Regions from separate parts of the Hordeum vulgare genome. Here region 2 is linked to region 1. Evidence: chromatin contacts called from public Hi-C data. All regions are on one chromosome and are shown on one strand. The core of a region is the stretch at or near the end of the contact, and the rest is flanking DNA. Distances in the headings are between cores, read along the strand shown. Region 1 holds the start of LOC123401592 (probable C-terminal domain small phosphatase). Region 2 holds the start of LOC123401689.

Evidence for each region. Hi-C and Micro-C count contacts between places; a contact is called where the count stands out from the background.
Region 2: a Hi-C map of leaf shows a contact between it and region 1, with 4 times the contacts expected there. The contact joins the promoter of LOC123401689 here to the promoter of LOC123401592 in region 1. A contact is called at or near these places in 4 of 6 Hi-C or Micro-C datasets (leaf and seedling).

What each region holds. Positions count from the first base shown.
Region 1 is chr6H:66,993,855-66,997,803 of MorexV3_pseudomolecules_assembly, reverse strand. LOC123401592 (probable C-terminal domain small phosphatase) reads right to left here and starts at 1,970. Exons shown (of 1, transcript XM_045095418.1): 1 at 625-1,970. The coding sequence starts at 1,792. The coding sequence ends at 842.
Region 2 is chr6H:67,646,671-67,650,619 of MorexV3_pseudomolecules_assembly, reverse strand. LOC123401689 reads right to left here and starts at 1,884. Exons shown (of 6, transcript XM_045095534.1): 1 at 1,695-1,884.

The sequences.
Region 1 (3,949 bases), core at 721-3,220:
CAGTGCCCTCTCTTGGCCTCCTTGCGGCCGTACCACAACTAATTGCGCACAAGGCGGTTGAGCTGCTTGAGAATGGGCGCACACAACGCCATGGCCATGAGAGTGTGCGCAGGCATCGTGCAAAACACGTGCCGGGCGTGGGCGAAGCGCTCACCACGCGAGAGCATGGAAGTCAACCAAGGCGAGAACTCCTTCTCAAGCTTACCGACGATTGGCTGCAGCGCCGAGCGCCTAGGCCCCGTCCGATATACAAGTACAGGAATGCAGAGTGTTGTATGTAAGAGATGTTCAGTTCACAGGAAGTCGTTCAGAGAGGTGAGCATGGGGCTTGGTGGTTTGGTGGATCGGAAGGCTCTCGGCCAATGTTTTTCTCCCACCTTGGTACCGGTCTGGCGTGGCTTGGTGGTTAATATCATGCTGTCCCTTTGTTCCCAAACCAACATGGCTTGTAATTCCTGCTGTGTTGAGTCAACTAGTAATGAACTGGGAAAGTGTGGAAAGAGTTTTGCATAAATTTCATCTTCAATGCAATTCCAGTTTCAGTTTCATTCGAACCACATAAACATATTTAACAGTCTACATTCAAGAAGATCCTGAAAGATCAATCCCTTCCCCACCACCATCTCCAGACGAATGTAATTATTAATATTGCATAATTTCATCTTCAATGCAAATTCCAGTTTCGGTTTCATTGAACCACATACAAATATTTAACAAACTGCATTCAGGAAGATTCTGAAAGATCAATGCCCACCACCATCTGCTAACCAGCAAACCAATATTCAGGAAGACCCAAAGAAGGGGAAACACCTACTCCTCGCCGTCGCCTGGGGCGCTCGGCTCACTTCGCTGTGACCAGATCCTTGTAGTACCTGATGGCCTCCCTGGTATCGTCGAACCCTGCGGCAGCGTCCAAGAATCGCATGACCTTCTCCAGCTCCTGGTCATTGGCGTCATCGATGAAGGGCGCCACCGGGAGGGCGTTCTCTGGCTGCAGGGAGTAGGCGTTTGGGTTGTCGTCGACGATGATGGCGCAGTCCGGAGCCCGGCCAGTGGCCGACAGGTCCTTGACGAGCCTGCCGTCGCCGTCGTCTCGGCAGGCGCTGCGGTACAGGCGGTGCGCGATCAGCGCACCCGTGGGGTCGAGGCGGTCGAGCACGAGGGAGGCGTACTGCTCCAGCCCCGCGGTGAAGATGACGACCTCGAATGCCTCCGCCGCCGCGCGGAGGAAGTCGTCGACGCCCGGGCGCTTGCAGACGTAGAAGGTGACCGGCTGGCCGCAGATGACCGGCCGCACGGTGAAGTCGAAGCGTGCCGGCGCCGGATCGGTCTGGGAGTGGATGAGCGTCTCGTCGAGGTCCAGAAAAAGAGTCTTCTTTTCCGGATCCGACGGCGGCGGGAGCGCGGCGGGGTGGACCCTGCCAGGCCGCTGAGCGCGGGGCGAGAAGTGCGGCGTGGGCGGGGGCGAGGAGGAGCGGAGGCGCTGGAACCCCGCAGCCCCGGCCCTGCGCTTGGACAGGGGGGCGAGGATGGCGAGGCGCGCGAAAACCTTGATGAGGCGGCGCCGGCAGAAGCGCACGGAGCGGCCGAAGGAGGAGACCACGACGGCGGGGGCGGCCGCGAGGGACTTGAGCGGGGACGCCCTCCGCTTCGTGGAGGGTAGACGGCGACGGCCACGGAAGGACTGGCGGCGCCTCGCCGCCGGGGACGGGGACGGCGACGGCGACGGCTTCGCGGGGCTGCCGGTGCCGGGCCTGGTCGCCGGCGCCTTCGTGGGCGTCCTCGACACCATCGCGCGGGATGCCCTGCTGCTGCTGCTGCTGCTTCGCCGCTTGTGCTGGACTTCTCAGATTCTCTAGCTCTGGGAGACGAAGAGGGAGAGGGAGGGAGAGAGTGAGGGGGGAGCGGGATGCGTTGTGGTGCGGATTTGAGCTCTTGTGGTGGGAGATTTTGCAACGGTCGGAAAGGGAGGAGACGAAATGGAAATCGTGTAGGGTTTGAATCTGGAAGTATAAAAATCGCAACGGTCGATTCGGACACGCTACACGCCATTGTATAAACGGCAGGTCAGCTGGACTACCCAGCTATACCTGGCCATCTCCAGTCTGGCCCGGCCGGACACGGCCCGAAAATTCAGGGGCTAGGCCTGATGGGCTTGCCTGTGGGCCGGGCTTAGCCTGAGTTTTGAGCCCGTTGACAAGGCCGGGCTAGGATTAGGCTTGACATATTAAAATTTTAATGAAGAGGCATGGCTGTGGCTCTAGGCCCGACGGGCTTTTTAACAAACGGACTCGACTTGGGTTTGAAAAGTAGGCCTCATGGTAGGGTCAGGGTCGGCTTGAGCCTTAATTTTCTGCTATGAGCTTTTTTAGGTCCAGCCCAAGCCCGGTCCTGCCCGACCCATGGTACGGTATATTCCCAACTCCTGTTCGGCGCTTATGACGCCCTTTAAAGGATTTTTTTATCTTAATTTAAAGGTAAACGTTTAGACCAGACGAGCCGGTTCAAGATTGAACAGGTCACGCACGAGGCATGTGATCAATCTTGATGGTGGGTCCTCCATATCCACTGCTTCGCATAATACCTTATCTTTTTCGCACGAATCGTTTATTTTTCTTTTCCTTTCTTCTCCCTCACGATGTGACCCACGATGTCGTTGCAATTGCTCCACTCCTCCATCTGCGCCCACCACATCAGGTCACACAGGGAGGGGAGCTTGCTGCTAGGGCGAGCCGTACTGGAGGGAGAAGACGACGACAACCAGGATACTCTTCCCTCCCCTTTTACCCTCCCAAACGCTCTATGAACCATAACCTATCCTGCACAAGTTGCGACCGGCAGCCAACAGAGCTACAACGAGCTTTAAAAAATGCCACGTCCAGCTTCTTTTTTACTGAAACCAACACCCACGTGATAGTGGAGTTGTGCCCGCAATCAAAGGAGTTGCACCCAATGGTTCAAAATGTTGCATCCGATTTTTTTTGTTGGAACCACATAGAGAGGTGAACATGGTGACTCCGTGTGCGGCCAGGACGCGTGATATGACTTTTTTTTTGCTTCAACCACTTCATATTTTGCTACTACCAGCTTCGTTTTTTCGACAACCGAGACTAACGAGTGTGGTGACCGTGGCCGGCAAGGATGGGAGGCACTTCTCCAAGCAACAATCAACGCCAACAGGTTTTGCTACATGCTACAACCGGCGTTGCATATTTCTACTACAAGTGTCTCATGTGGCTACAACCGTTTTCATGGTTTGCTCCATTGCACAATAGCATGTATTTTGGTTGGAACCGACACTTTTAATTTGCTGGAACATGCCGAGTGATTTGTTGCAATGGTGAGATGTGATCGATGAGATGGAGACCTACGGGCATGAGAAGTGGCAAGTGCGCTAGCGAGCAGCTGTCGTCGCCACCGGAGCTACAACAGTCGACGTACGAAGCTGCAACCGAACGCGCAGTTGTTGCGTTGGCGGAGACCGACGATGGGGATGGCCACCAAGGTCGACAACCGGAGACAGAAGGCGGCGAGCATGAGCACGAGGTGGCGCGGGGGTGCCGGGCAAGCGTATGGGGTGAGGACAGCGGCGGTTTCAGGCCCCAGGCAAGCAGAGCCTTCGCGTGGAGCATGCTAGCAAAATCCTTCATTGACTGTAGAACAAAGTGCACTGTACATCACTCTAGCATATTCTAGATGCAAGGCTTGCCTGGGACGTTGTGTGATGGTAGGTCCGCTACTCGGCGAGGACAAGGACGTGGTGGCCAGGGCGAGTGTGACGGCCATGTTTTTCCGTGGAAACCCCTCGTACAGAAGGTGTACACAAGGATGACAAAGACAAATTGACTAAGATATGGACGGTTGGGGACAGGGCCGCTAAAATTTGGACTGGGGTACCGACGCCTATCACTTGTCGGAGCTTCTGTTTAGCGCCTTTCGCTCTGCCGGA
Region 2 (3,949 bases), core at 635-3,134, 650 kb before region 1:
CTTAACAAAAGGGTTGGGTCCACGCCCCAAATATCATGACACGATTATTGGCTCCCTGACATCATTCGCCTATCCGCATCCTCCTACCAAGTGATTCCTCCGAGCCGTAAGCAAAGAGCACGCAAACCATCAGCACGCACCCACTAATCAGTTTTTTTAGTGAAAATAACCATGGAATTTTTACATAACTGCTAGTACTCCATTAAGAAATCCGTATAAACGGAACTGCAACTTCGTTCACGAAATGTTTTTTCTTGTGTGTGCGCGTACACATTTCTTTGCAAAAACTTTGCCCAAGAACAAGATACTTCGATCTCCTCTTGGCATTTCCGAACCTAAAATCCACAGTAACATCCATCTAAAAAAATTCATCCAAAAGAAAATCTACAGTAACACAAGCTGTTCACACCAACAACTAAGGCCCTGTTTGGAACCACCCAGATTATATAATCTGGTTTTTATAATCTATTGTATTTCCAAACAGGACAGTTTATATTGTAGATTTTATAAACTAGATGACCAGATTATTATAATCTCATAATCTCCTCTACCCCAGCTAAAATGAGATTATGGATTACAAATGACGTGTTATCCTTGTAAACTTCAAGTGAATTACGCAGTGCCACCGCCACTTTCCTATTTTTCCTTGTAAACTGAGGGCAAACATGCCATTGTACAATTTAAAAGCTGGTTTACAGTTTATATAATCTGGCCTCCAAACATGCCCACCTGGATTATTTTTATAATCTATGTTCATAATCCAGATTATTATAATCTATTATGGTTCCAAACAGGGCCTAAGTTGACAAGTAGTATGTTGATGTTTGATTGTTGTGCTTACCTAACTGCCCACAACGCTCCACCCAAGCACTTACTTTAGTCACCAAGATATTACCGTCCAGTTGTTTCACGCTAAATTACAAAAGAAGGATAGAATATTCACAGCAATGTGCAGGGCCGCATGCTGAATCCTACATGGTTTACTACAGAAGTCGACGGTCACAAAAATCAAAGGAGTAGCAGCACTTGGTTCAGTTCGCCAGACGCCCTAACTGTATTATGACATAAACAGGGTCTAGATGTCATCAGTCATCAGCAACAATCCTCTCCAAAAAACAACTTATGAAGCAGACAATATTTCTCAAGATGAGCTTGACAAAATGATTGGGTCCACGCCCCACATATCATGACACGATTATTGGCTCCCTGACATCATTCGCCTATCCGCATCCTCCTACCAAGTGATTCCTCCGAGCCCGTATGCAAAGAGCACGCAAACCGTCAGCACGCACCCACTAACCAGCTTTTTCTTAGAGGAAACAACCGCGGAAATTTCACATAACTGCTAGTGCTACTCCATTGAGAAATTCCTATAAGCGGAACTGCAACTTCACCAGTGAAATGGGTTTTTTCTTGCGTGGGCGCGTAAATATTACAGTATTTCTTAAGAAAAACCTTGGCATTTCCGAACCTAAATAAAATCCACGGTAACAAACATCTATTTTTTTCCCGTGAAAAAAAAACCCCACAGCAACAAAAAAAAACTGTTGACGCTGAAACCTGTCGAGATTGATTTCGCGAGGTTTTGGCACGCAACAGCGTCAGGAAGCAGAGAAGCCTCGAACGGAAACGAAAACGCGCACAGAACAAAATACTGGAACGGAGACACTGATGAGGCAGCAAACCAGGCGTACAGCGGCGGCGCATTCCGGTCCGGGAAGCCTCGGATCAGGAAGACGGAGAGGGAGCGCGCGAGCGCCGGCGGGGCCGGAATGGGAGGCCGTGCCTCGTGGTCGCGGCGGCGGGGCCGGAATGGGAGGAGACGGCGAGGAGGAGGGGAGGGTGTGGGTGTGGGGGCGCTTCCGGGCTCGGATTCCTTTCCTCTCCTTGCAGGATCCGAGGCGATTTAAGCCGAGTTTAACGAACGGGCCGGGTCGGGTCGGGTCGGGCGGGGCGTGGGGTGACCCGATCCATATTCCCCAGGGAGCGCCGAAGTGGGAATCCTACGGGCACCCACTTTGGAGGGTACCCCCACGTGTGCGTGGGGCGCTACGGTACACGGTTCGCGCGGAGTAGGCGTGCACGTGACGCAAACCGCAGGGGTTTGGTAGGCGCTCTGCTGGCGAGAGTACGTGCACACGAGTGGTTGCACGAGTTTTGTTTTTCCTTTTCTTTGAAATGGTGAAATCAGTACACGCCTGAACGTCCATCAGATCGTGCACTTGCCAATTCAGTTCGGGCATTTATTTACGGAGTATTTTATAATTTTTTGGAAAAAAACTTCCTATTTATCGATTCATTAGGTTCCCGCAACAAATCGAACGTCCAGTTTTTTAGCATGCCAAATCAAGAGATGACAAATTATATTATCGTCAGGATGTAATTTTCTTGAGCAACCATGACAAATCTTCGGTTTTGCTATTTTACAGTCAGTGTTTTTTAATTTTCTGTTCATCCGATCTGGCGCTAAGATTTGCGCTGAAAACTCTCGTTTTTAGACGCTGTGTATGCAGTACGTATTTTTCGACTTTAATAACTGTACTTCTTTAGTATTTACACTGTACTTCTTGATGATTTACACTCTACTTTTTTGGTATTTACAGTGTAAATTCATCCGTTTTTAAAGTGTAAGTTCATCAGTTTTCACAAGTGTAATTCTAGAAGATTTGGAGTGTAACTCGTGGGATCTATGATTGTAATTCGTGGGTGTTTTACAGTGTAACTTCATCAGTAAATACGTTGTAATTTTGTTTGTTCCACTGGTTTGACTTAAGTTGTTCTATTATTGGTTAGAAAACTTGAGTGATGCCCAATTCATTTTCAGTCAAATGTCAAATAGACACTCCTCAAATTTTTATCGTGAGGATGACAAATCTCCGTTGTCGATTAGAAGCATAGATCTATGCCACTACGGGCAGCTGTCCCGAACCCGATTTCGCGGCGGATCATCCCATGTCGGCGTATTCTTCCCATGGTTCCCCAGCCTGCCAATGTCACAGAGAAGGTACTTCGATGTGCGGCTACAGCCATAGGAGAAGTGGGCGTTGAGACTACGACTCGCGAAACCCACCCACGTATTTGGATTAGTCCCTACCAGTGTGCGACGCAGGCAATGTGGGCATGCGATATTTGGTGAGCGCTTCTCCATAACACGTCGGCGCGGCTCAACTTCCCCTTCAACGCCTGTGTGATAGATTTGGCGTCCATCAACCTCTGAATGGGCTCCACACATAAGGACCGTGAGGCCCCGCGAGTGCCTCGAGGCAGAGCGCTCCAACGAGGAGCTCATGGCGGAGCTCTGTCTCTGGTATCTGGAGCGCATCGAGGACGAGCATCGGCAATTCGAGCTCCATGAGTTGGGGAAGACCGACGAAGCCTGGTCGTCAAGTGCGTCGGTCATCGACCTTTACTACATTGATAACCTCAAGCCTGACGGTAGCCGCATCGACAAGGCATCAACAACGAGCCATGATTTTTATGTTTGAATGTTTTCTAAGGAGTTAAGTTTAAGGGACGGGCTAGGAACCCCTACACTTAAGAGGAGTAAATTTGAGGAGTTAAAGGACAAGACGCCATATAAAGGCCTAAATTATAAAGGATCAGCTAAATATACTCTTGGGACAGCTTGCTTGTCAGCGGTAGGATCATGTATTCCTCAAAGATGCGTATTGGATGCCCATGAAGGCTACTTGAGTTGTTGCTGGAGGTGGCGGCCCGATCGTCTCATCCATGAGAATTAGGACATTGTGTCGTTAGGTGACGTTACCGTTATGGGTGAGGGCTCTCGGGTAGCACAATGTACTCGTCACAGGTTGCCTTTTGACGACGCATTTGAATCCGGTTGGTTTCCGCCGTTCGCTCTTCGATTTCTAAACACAAAGGATGGAGAGTGCATTGACTCAACCTGACTACCTGAGTTGTGTACAGGTTGTGTTTATTAGGTATCCGA